2 separate regions of the Mus musculus genome follow, and region 1 is linked to region 2. A link is a contact called in public Hi-C data. All regions are on one chromosome and are shown on one strand. Each heading gives the region's core, a stretch centred on a gene start, on an enhancer-like site or on the middle of the called end of the contact. The rest is flanking DNA. Distances are from core to core; before and after follow the strand shown. Region 1 overlaps Fam126b (family with sequence similarity 126, member B). Region 2 overlaps Cflar (CASP8 and FADD-like apoptosis regulator).

Region 1 (4,824 bases), core at 2,136-4,635, 210 kb before region 2:
TCAGAGACTGTCTCTGTCTCCTGAGTGATAAAATTAAAGGCTTGTACTATCACACCTAGCTTCAAACACACTAAAGAAATGTATTGATTTTCCTTAAAATCTACCCCAAACTAACAGTTTAACACTAACAGGAAACTCAATAGAAGTAAAACAGATATTCAAGAGGAATTACTACTTGAGTTTTGTTTTCAAAGTATAGGAATGATGAATTAAAAGCAATGCTTCAGCCAGTGTCATTCTTGTAAGAGTTTCATCAACTGCTAATATATGGCATTACTTTTAGTGCAAATACTTGCAACATACTAACAATCATTATATATAATCATCAAATGGGTTTACTTAGTTATCAAGAATGAGAAATAGACTGTTGTTCAGTTTGGATCCACTTGGGTTCCAAATCTATTCATTTTCTCAATTTCCTCCTTTCCTTCCTTCCCTCCTTCTCTCCCTTCCTTCCTTCCTTCCTTCCTTCCTTCCTTCCTTCCTTCCTTCCTTCCTTCCTCCCTTCCTTCCTTTTCTTGCATTTAAACAAGATGCATCTAATTGCTAGGGGTAAGATAAAAAGAGATACAAAAGGACAAAAGGGAAGGGCACATCTTCCACAGCCGCATCAAGAAGGATCTCTAAAACAGTATCAACTTTGGGGTCATTAGGTCATGCACATGCAATACTGTTAAAGTAAAGTCAATTTGGTCAAATAGGTGAGGAACTGAGGGTACACTTAGATTCTTACTGAGCATGCTCAAATTTCTAATACACCGAAGAGAAAGATACTTCCTTAAAATAGAAGGTAAATATTTTATATGTTTGATCTTTAAAATAAACAGAAATTATTGATCTCTTTTAAAGCTACTTACAGGTTTATTAGGATAAAGTTTTATAGTGGTACTCCAGGGCAATATAAACTAAACATTGAAACCATTTGGCTACAGTTCTCTTTTCCACAAAGCTCGCTCATATGACATTTCGTACAAAGCAGCAGGCTAATACCTTCCCGTCAGAGAGATGTGTTCTTTTTTACAGGTAGTGATGGAGCACAGAATTCTTATGTGCAAATAATTACATTGTAGAAACAAGGATATTGATTTGTAACACATTTCACTTCCATCTGGGAGCTTTAACCACTGTGTGTGTGTGTGTGTGTGTGTGTGTAAAAGTAAAGTGTAGTATGCTCAGGATAACACATTTACAGAGAAAAGATGTCAGTAATTTAACTTAATTAACACAACTTAATCCAGCTGATGAGAAGCCAGTCAATACCTGCATTCTCTGTTAGAGACTGGAAATACTTATTAATTGGAGACCCTAGGAAAACAGATAAGTGCCAGCTCCACTTCAATTTTTTAAATGTGCTTATATTTTAAAATTCTCTTCACAGACTTTTAAAGAATTAATCTTAATTCCGACTAAGAAGGCTCATGACCACTGGGTGCATTTTTTCTAATGTTAAGAGTAAACATGCTCAGTAATGAAAGTTTTGAAGCATTTGCAGACCTTTCCATCCAGGCCCCTGCCTTGTTAGTAGCCATGCCAAGCTGCTGTTTGATGACACAGGGATGCAGACTCCGGGCCAGCACAAATGGCAACTGAAGATTGTACCTAACCTGGTGCTAGGCATATGGGGAGGAGGGCTGCTTTGCAAAGAGGAGCTAGCACACCCAGGGGTAGTGGAGACACACACTAGAATGGAAAGGTGCTCTGCTTGGGGACAGAGAGCCAGGATCCTTCTCCAGCAACTGCCTCACTGACTTCTGCCTCCTCATCTCTGTCCTACCCTCTGTTGTGGCTGCTGCTGAGGTGGGCTCCGGCGAGCCATGCTCAGGGGTCCTGCGCACCAGCACCTCCCCCTCTTGCACACGTTTGATCCCTAGGTCAGTGGAGCCGTGTTGGATCGGGGAGCCAGGAATACTCGAGTCAGCCTCGTTTGAGAAGTCAAAGCCATCTGGGATTCAACATATAAAATTTTAGTACTTTTTGTGCTGCTCTGTTCTTTTCTGAGCATTCTGACCCAGGCAGATAAGAGAATGTATATATGGATATGATATTAACACAAACACTGTCTATATAGTTACATGTGTGTGCACAGCCTGCACACACATAAGGCAGCAGATGAACAATGTGAGGTTTGCAAATGAATGGGACAGAAAAATCAGGATCATTAAAATGACAATTTCTCTTAGGCAAGACAGCTTGACTGCTTATTACCATATGTCGATAAAATATTGCTGGGTTTAGCTCTTAGAATAAAAAAAGGAAATCCAAAAATCCAAAAATGAGAACCAATTCTTTTATGGATAGTTTGTATTATACTATCAGTTGGACCAGGCATATAGTTTTCTCCCACAGTGCTCATACATGCACCTTTTTTCCAGCTAATAGGCTTAAAGCAACTTTCTCCCTGTTTTTATTACTAGTTTTAAAAAAAGACAAATTTTGGCTAAGTCTTATTTTACATTTTATTATTAATTGAACAGTCTAACATCTTCCTAATTTCATAAACATATATATATATTTACATTAAAATAACTAAGCATTATCACATTTCTAGTACCATTTTTAAATGAAAATATTTTACATTAATTCATGAGCATTAATTGCTATCAAGCATTTGTACATTCTATATAAACAGTGGTAAGTTTACTTGAATCCAAAAGTAAACTATAGAAATTTTATACTTACCTTCTCTTCTCCATCTATGACGACGAATTGAAGCTGTTGTAATTGCAGTCCGAGAAATTCTCGGCACTGTTGGAGTGACTTCCACTTTAAGTACTTTCTGGCCTTCTTGTGAAGAGTCAGGTGCATCAAATGGTAATGAATTTTTCATGGCATTTGCCACCTAAAATGATAATATAAGTCTATATAAATTTACGACCAACACAGACTTTTAACCTGTACTATAATACATGTTTCCATTATTATACAACTTCATATGTGTAACTTCGTATAAAAGGACCACTGTGTCAAAGTGTTTATTTTTATTATTATGAATTTTTTCAGTAGGCTTTTCAAATAAAAAATTATTATTAAAATATGAGTTCTATACCCTACTGCATTCTTGAAGTTGTTGAGTTTCAAAAGGAAAGAGCATTCCAAAGAAAAATGTTTAATATTTGTAACCAAGATATAAAACAAGTTAGAATAAGTTCCTGCTTTTTCATATGATAAATAGCAAAAAACTTAATCTGTGATAAAACGGTAACATTTTCCTGCACTCCTGTGTATTATTCATGAGAGATTTTTCCCTAAATACATGCTGGCAGTATGTGTCCTGTGCCTCAAGGAGAAGACTGGGAAACCTGATTGGTAAACAGTTGTTATCTGACTGGTTTGTCTCTCAACCAGTAAGTAGCAATCCAGCAAAGCCACTTTGAGCTAGAGGAAGCTGTTTCAAGGCTTGAGGAATGTAAGCAAGGTTAAGTGTTTACACTAAGCCCTGGCCAGTAATATAGAGGACGCTGGTTTCTCCATTTTGTTTGGAATATAGATCTAGATATGAGAAAAATGCTACATAACAGTAAATTTATCTTGATCTTAAAATTAAAAATGGCACAAATAAATAAAATACCTTTAAAAAAACTATCCCAGGTAGGAAACACATAAACATTTTAAATATCACAGAATCACTACAGAATAACTGGCAGGAAACAAAAGTCAGTCAGGTGTGGAGGCACTCATAGTCACAGCACCTCCAAGACCAAGACAGAATTATAAATTCAAAGCCCGACTAGGAAGCATAAGAAGAAAGGAAAAGAAAGAAGGCAGATGAGAGAGGGCCCACATACAGTGAAACCACCTAAAATTACTAATATTTTGCTATCTCTTTCATATGTAGATTTAAGATACACACATGTTTTCCTAAGCTATTATTTTTTCTTTATTGTAAGTTCTCAAATATACAATTTCATTAAGAAAATACCAAACTTCAATTGTTCTCTGTTTTGAGAACACTTAGACAATTTTTATTTCTTTGCAATTAAAACAACACTGTAGGCCAGGTGGCGGCAGCAGCGCAGGCCTTTACTTCCAGCACTTGGGAGCCACAGGGGTTCCTCTGAGTTCAAGGGCAGCTTGGTTTTACAGAGTGAGTTCCAGAATAGTTAGGGCTACACAGCCTGTCTCAAGAATTCAAAAACAGAAAAATAAAAGTAACAGTAAAGTTAAACTTCTAGTACTTTTAATTTAATTTTATTTGTGTGGGTATTTTGTCTACACACACACACACACACACACACACACACACACACACACACACACACACACGTGCATGCTCACAAGGGCCAGAAGACTGTATCACATCTCCTGGAGCTGGATTTACAGATGGTTGGGAGCCACTATGCTGGGAATCAAATCCAATGTCCTTAGTCACTGAGCCACCTCTTCAGCTCTTTATAATACACTTTTAAGGCCTTAATTTCCATAGACACAAAGCTACATGTGGAATAAAGGATCTAAGAGAATAAGCACTCATTACAAAACTACTTCTGCAAAGGAATGGTTAGAGTCATATTATCATCAAAGCATAACAAATGCTTCATCTTCCCCTAACTTGTCTTTCATACTTTATTACTGCATATCTGTACACATGCATAATATGTATGTGGAGGGCTGTCATTATGCTTAGATGGAGGTCAGAGAACAATTTTAGAGTTGGTTCTCTCCTACCTTTATGTAGGTTCTGGGGATAGACTTCAAGCTGACAGATTTGCACGGCAAATATGACCCCACTGAGTCATACTGCTGGCTCAGCATTTGCATTTGTATTTGATTTAAAAAAAATACTTAGTGTGTGCATGTGAATAAATAGCATGAGTGTGGAGATCA
Region 2 (5,017 bases), core at 1,526-4,025:
AACCATAGAGAAGTGACATTTTTGAATTCTCCTTATCAGGTTAAAAACTCACCAGCCACCTGGTGGTCCCCTGGAAGAGGGCTACGACTGTCACCTGCATGTCATGGTTTTTCTACATAGTCCTGGAATAACAGGGCTCTTGAGTTTCCCTTTGGGTCAGGCTCTTCTGTGTGAGGTTGGAACTTTGGACTGAGTCTAGCTGGAGAAAGAATAGGAAGCTAAAGAAACGGGCAAACAAAACGTCATGATAAAAAGAACTCAGCCAGCCTGGGTGTGGGCTTAGTTCTACTTTGTAAATGACTCTCTCTCTCCCATCCCTCAGGAACACTGGTGAAGACATCCATCCAGGAATCAGGAGCTTTTTTACCTCCGGTAAAGAATAAATTCTCTGATTTGGTATTGCATGCAAGGGTATATACTAGTACACTGACGTCTTACAAAGCAAACAAAAACTGTTCTTTAAAATTCTTTGTGACAACTTGGTGCCTGTGCATAATTCTCCTGAGAACTCAGTGAACAGGAACCTTGAATATAACAAAGAAAAATTATGTTCAAGGGGAAGGCTTGAATGAGCTTTGGGATGCAGGGAAGTTCTGAGTGGCGGCTGAACTGTGTCAAGCCCTGGCTTTTGCCCGGGTGGAGCCTCTGCAGAGGAAGCAGTGGAAAGCCTCCATTTGTGCTGGCTTAGAAAGTTGATTCTTGGTGCTACTTCAGGCTTCTACAAGGGCATGTGACCCATCTTCTCTCTTTCAAATTATCTTTATTCTGCAAAGCTAAGACACATGTAAAATAAATTATACTTCTCATTCAAATTAAGTAAGAGTTGGAATAGCTATTTGTCTTAAACTCATTACTGTGACAGAGGAAAAAATTGACATTACTGGGAACTGTCAGCCGTGATGACTTTAGGCTGTGTCTATTGAGTGATTCACCTGCCAAAGGGAATGTTTAAAACAAACGAGAAGAAGAATGGATAAGTCTCAGAGAAGTATCCAGCATCTCTAATCCCTGCCTTTCTTTCTAGCACATCCGTGAAGAGACTTACAGGATGCAGAGCAAGCCCCTAGGAATCTGCTTGATCATTGATTGTATTGGCAACGACACAAGTAAGTGTAGAACCCCGGGATCCACTCCCTACAGCATGATCATGACCAAGCAAGGTGGATCTGTCAACATGGCAGATACCAACTGCAGTAACAAAGTACACTCTACTATGGTGCTTGCTTTTCAACCATGTCATTGTCTAGTGTGGATCGGGCTAAGGGAGCTTGTTATGTCATAGGGTCAGCCAGGGGTCCTGTCGTCCTTTGATGCCTTGGAGTCTGTAGAGTCCTCTGTATTTGACTGACTGACAGATGAGGGAGTAGAGACTGTGTAGCGGATCTCATCACAGATTTTAGAGAAAGGCCTGAGAAGGATGCACCTCATCTCTACCCACTTCCTATTGGTCATTACTTACATGGCTTGGGCTAACGACAACAGACATAGATAAATCAGTTGAGTTATGGGTTAGGAGGAACACGAGATGAACTTCGGGAGCACAACACTAGCTTTAAGTTGTGGAAGTTGGTGTGTCTTTGTGTGTCTTATCTGTGCATCCTGGATAATGTGGCTAAGGGTGGTCCTGGTCTGCAAGGGACATTTATAATGCAAGGCATTCTGGTTTCTAATATTGTCAGATGTTTCACTTCACCTGGATAGACCATGAAAGCCTTCCTTGGGGCTATTAAAAACATGGTGTCTGTGTTAACGTAGGGGTGTGGCTAGTGTTTGAACCACATGTGACTAAGATCTCCTCTCTGTTTGATCTACCTGTGAGCCTTCATTGTTTGGACCCGGTTGTTTGGCTCAGGTGTTGGATGTCTGGTGCAGACTGAACGAGGCAAGCCTAGATGCCTGGGATACGGCTGCATTTAATCACCTCTCCCTTCCTTCAGATGAGTGATCACTGTAGTTCACGACTTTCATGTCTCTCAACACTCCTTAGCATCAGTCAGAGAGATGCCTCACTTCAAATATTACCAAAGGGAGGTCTGTACAAAGACAATCTAAGAGAAGGGCGGATTAGCAAATATGAAATTGGATTTCCCAAGATTTCAGCTACAATCCCACTTTCTCATGTCCTATTTTGGTACATGAGAAATGTGTCTCTTCGCTATAGAGAAGAGTCCTTTCCATTTGTGATGGTTTGAATGAGAACGACCCCCATCGGCTCATATATTTATGTTCAGTCCTCTGTTGAAAAACCATTTGTGAAGGATTAGTAGGTGAAGCCTTGCTGGAGTACGTGTGACCTCGTTGGAGGAGGTGTGTAATTGAGGGGCAGGGCTTTGAGATTTCAAAAGCCCACACCAGGCCCAGTCTGCTGCCTGTGGATCAGGATATAAAGCTCTCAGCTATTGCTCCAGCACCATGCCTGTCTGCTTCCTGCCATGATGATAATGGACTAACCCTCTGAAACTGTAAGCAAACCTCCAATTAAATTCTTCTTTTATAAGAGTAGCCTTGGTCATGGCATCTCTTTACAGCAATAGTAACCCTAACCCTTAAGATGCCATTTTAGCTATTAGCATCAGTAGACAAATGAGGAAATAGCTCCTCACTGAGTCACTGACTGTTCTAAAGGACATTGTGGGATTGTTCTTTTACTTTTGATTGTAGTTGGCCTTGCTTCCTTCATCATCAGGAAATGTCTGAAGTACAGAGCTTTCTGTGTTGTACCCGTGTTTATGAGACTCATAAAGATCAAGTCACAACCTGCCATGAGTCATCAAGCCTCAGCTATTCATGACTAACACCCAGGGCCTGTGTTGGACGTCTGTTCCTGAGTTATGGGCAGCTGTATGTCTATGTGTGCATAGCTGTACTTCTCCCACTGTAGGAGAGCAGCAGAGTTGGGCCCTGGCAGTGATTGCCCGGATTTTAATCATGGCTTTGCTGTCTATCTTAGCTTGTGATGTGCGGGCTCAGTGTCTCTGCTAAAACGTGACTTCCTAACAGAACTTCCTTTATGTGATGGTTGGGAGAGTGAGATTATACTCATAAAGGACACAGGACAGTGTCTGGAATGAAATGTAAGCTAATGTCAGTGTAGTCCTTTCGAGGTTAACATCCTGGAGATGGAGTGTGTGACTAGAGGGGACCTGGCCCTACAGAGAAGGGCACGTCAGCTGCTCCTTCTCTCTGAGAGTCAGGGGTCTCTTGACTCATGCGCCTTTGAGAATAAAACAAGCTGCTGGCTTAGAGTCACTTATGGACTCTCCCAGCTCAGGTGGCTAATCTGCAGATAAGAGACGAGACGGTATGGGTTTGTTCAAATCGCTTTGTTTTGCTTTGGCGGCTGAGAGGTCCCAGTCCCTCTGTGAAGACAGACAGACAGACAGACAGACAGACAGACAGACAGAGAGAACACTTGCAAGTTTTTTAGAGGAAGTATTTTCTCCTCTGCTGCCGCTTCTGATATCTTTGTTATCTTTAACTGACTAAGACACACATTTGGTAGCAGACTTTGCAGTTTCCACTGTAGTGTCATGTGAAGAGACTTCCTCTTCTTACACTGACAGGCTAGGGGTTGCTCCATGCCTCCTTATGTGTTTTTTTTTTTTTTCTCCTTCTAACGGAACAAGTGGAACCTTGAATACACATTATTTTCTTGTAGTCACATTTATATAATAAGAACATTTGTGCACGGGGAAGTAGGGCGCTCATTAGGATTGGTCTCTGCTCATGAAGAAAAGGGGCAAGTGACACCCACAATAGTAGAGGGAAGTTGTGTTCAGAGGAATGGTAGACAAACCATTCGGGCCCCTCCTGGTTCTCATGTGATCAGTGCCCTGAGAATGGCTTCTTCCTGGGAACAGGAGTGTGGGATGAGGTACTCTTTGTTTTCTGGACATGTCTATCCTCTGGACTCAAGCAGCTATTTGCTTAAAAGCTTAATATTATTTTTAAAAATAATTTATTTTCATTTTATGTGCATTGGTGTTTTGCCTGTGTGCTTGTGTATGTGAGGGAGTCAGCTCGTGGTAGTTGTGAGCTGACATGTGATTGCTGGGATTTGAACCTGGGTCCTCTGGAAGAGCAGTCAGTGCCCTCTACTGCTGAGCCATCTCTCCAGCCCCAAAGCTTAACATTATTAATGAAATTTCTCTTTAAGGCCCTCACTTCACCAGGCCTAAACCTAGGGTGTATTTAAGAAGTGTGGGTCTATGGGCCCTTGTTGGAGGCCCTTGTATTTTAGAGTTTAAAAAGGTAGTGTGCTACATGTACATGTTCAGGGTAGCCCCTTTGACAGGTATGTTAATACTTAGGTTGCAAACCAAATGGATATTTACATGATATGGGATAGGAGTCTTCCTCTCCTGAGAGTCTTTCCAAGAAAATGACTTGGCAGAAACGACCCTAAGGTTGTTGAATGTTTGAGGTCCTAGCGCTCTGGGTGAGGGGTCATGGGTCTGAGTCCTGGCTGTCTTGGGCATACCAGAAAACTGTTTTGGGTTATATAGCATTGGTATTATTTTCTCCTGATACAATATCATCTGGAAAGAATTACCAGTAATCAACTTTGCATAATAAAGATTTATTATTATTATCATCATTATTATTATTATTGAGACAGGGTTTCTCTATGTAGCTCTGGCTATCCGGAAATGAACTTACTCTGTAGAACAGGCTAGCCTTGAATTCAGAGAGATCTGTTTGCCTCTGCCTCCTGAGTGCTGGGATTTAAGGCGTGCACCACCACTGCCCAGCAATATAGATTCTTAAAAGATGGTTTGTAGCTTTCTTCGAGTGTGTGCTTGAAGCAGTGAGGCCTTAGCTGGCCTAGGTGACCAAATGCAGAGTTGGATATGTGCCAGATGGCCCTGCTCCCACCCAGCTGTTGCCCCAGCTATGCCTTTCCTCACCAACATCTGCCCTGTCAGCGGCTTGTGTGAGGGACTTTCCTCTCCTTTGCCCTGGTTTTTCAGACTCTGGCTTAAGTTACAACTTCTCCCGCAACGCTCCAGTGTCCGAG

The links. Hi-C and Micro-C count contacts between places; a contact is called where the count stands out from the background.
Region 1: a Hi-C map of granulosa cells shows a contact between it and region 2, with 1.9 times the contacts expected there. The contact joins two enhancer-like sites. A contact is called at or near these places in 1 of 15 datasets of contacts at CTCF or cohesin (large pre-B cells), 2 of 484 Hi-C or Micro-C datasets (granulosa cells and uterus) and 1 of 9 other capture datasets (embryonic stem cells).

What each region holds. Positions count from the first base shown.
Region 1 is chr1:58,532,711-58,537,534 of GRCm38.p6, forward strand. Fam126b (family with sequence similarity 126, member B) reads right to left here. Exons shown (of 13, transcript NM_001310598.1): 11 at 2,680-2,839; 12 at 1,775-1,942. All of the region lies in intron 2 of Gm15834 (a long non-coding RNA gene), which reads left to right. Among named protein-coding and RNA genes, the nearest start is that of Gm15834, 30 kb to the left of the region's middle. Within about 2 kb of position 3,386, at least 3 of the 459 cell types and tissues checked have an H3K27ac peak or open chromatin away from gene starts, as enhancers often do. A contact at or near this core is called in granulosa cells, where this site is marked.
Region 2 is chr1:58,739,941-58,744,957 of GRCm38.p6, forward strand. Cflar (CASP8 and FADD-like apoptosis regulator) reads left to right here. Exons shown (of 10, transcript NM_207653.6): 7 at 323-372; 8 at 1,025-1,106. Among named protein-coding and RNA genes, the nearest start is that of Cflar, 29 kb to the left of the region's middle. Within about 2 kb of position 2,776, at least 174 of the 459 cell types and tissues checked have an H3K27ac peak or open chromatin away from gene starts, as enhancers often do. A contact at or near this core is called in granulosa cells, where this site is marked.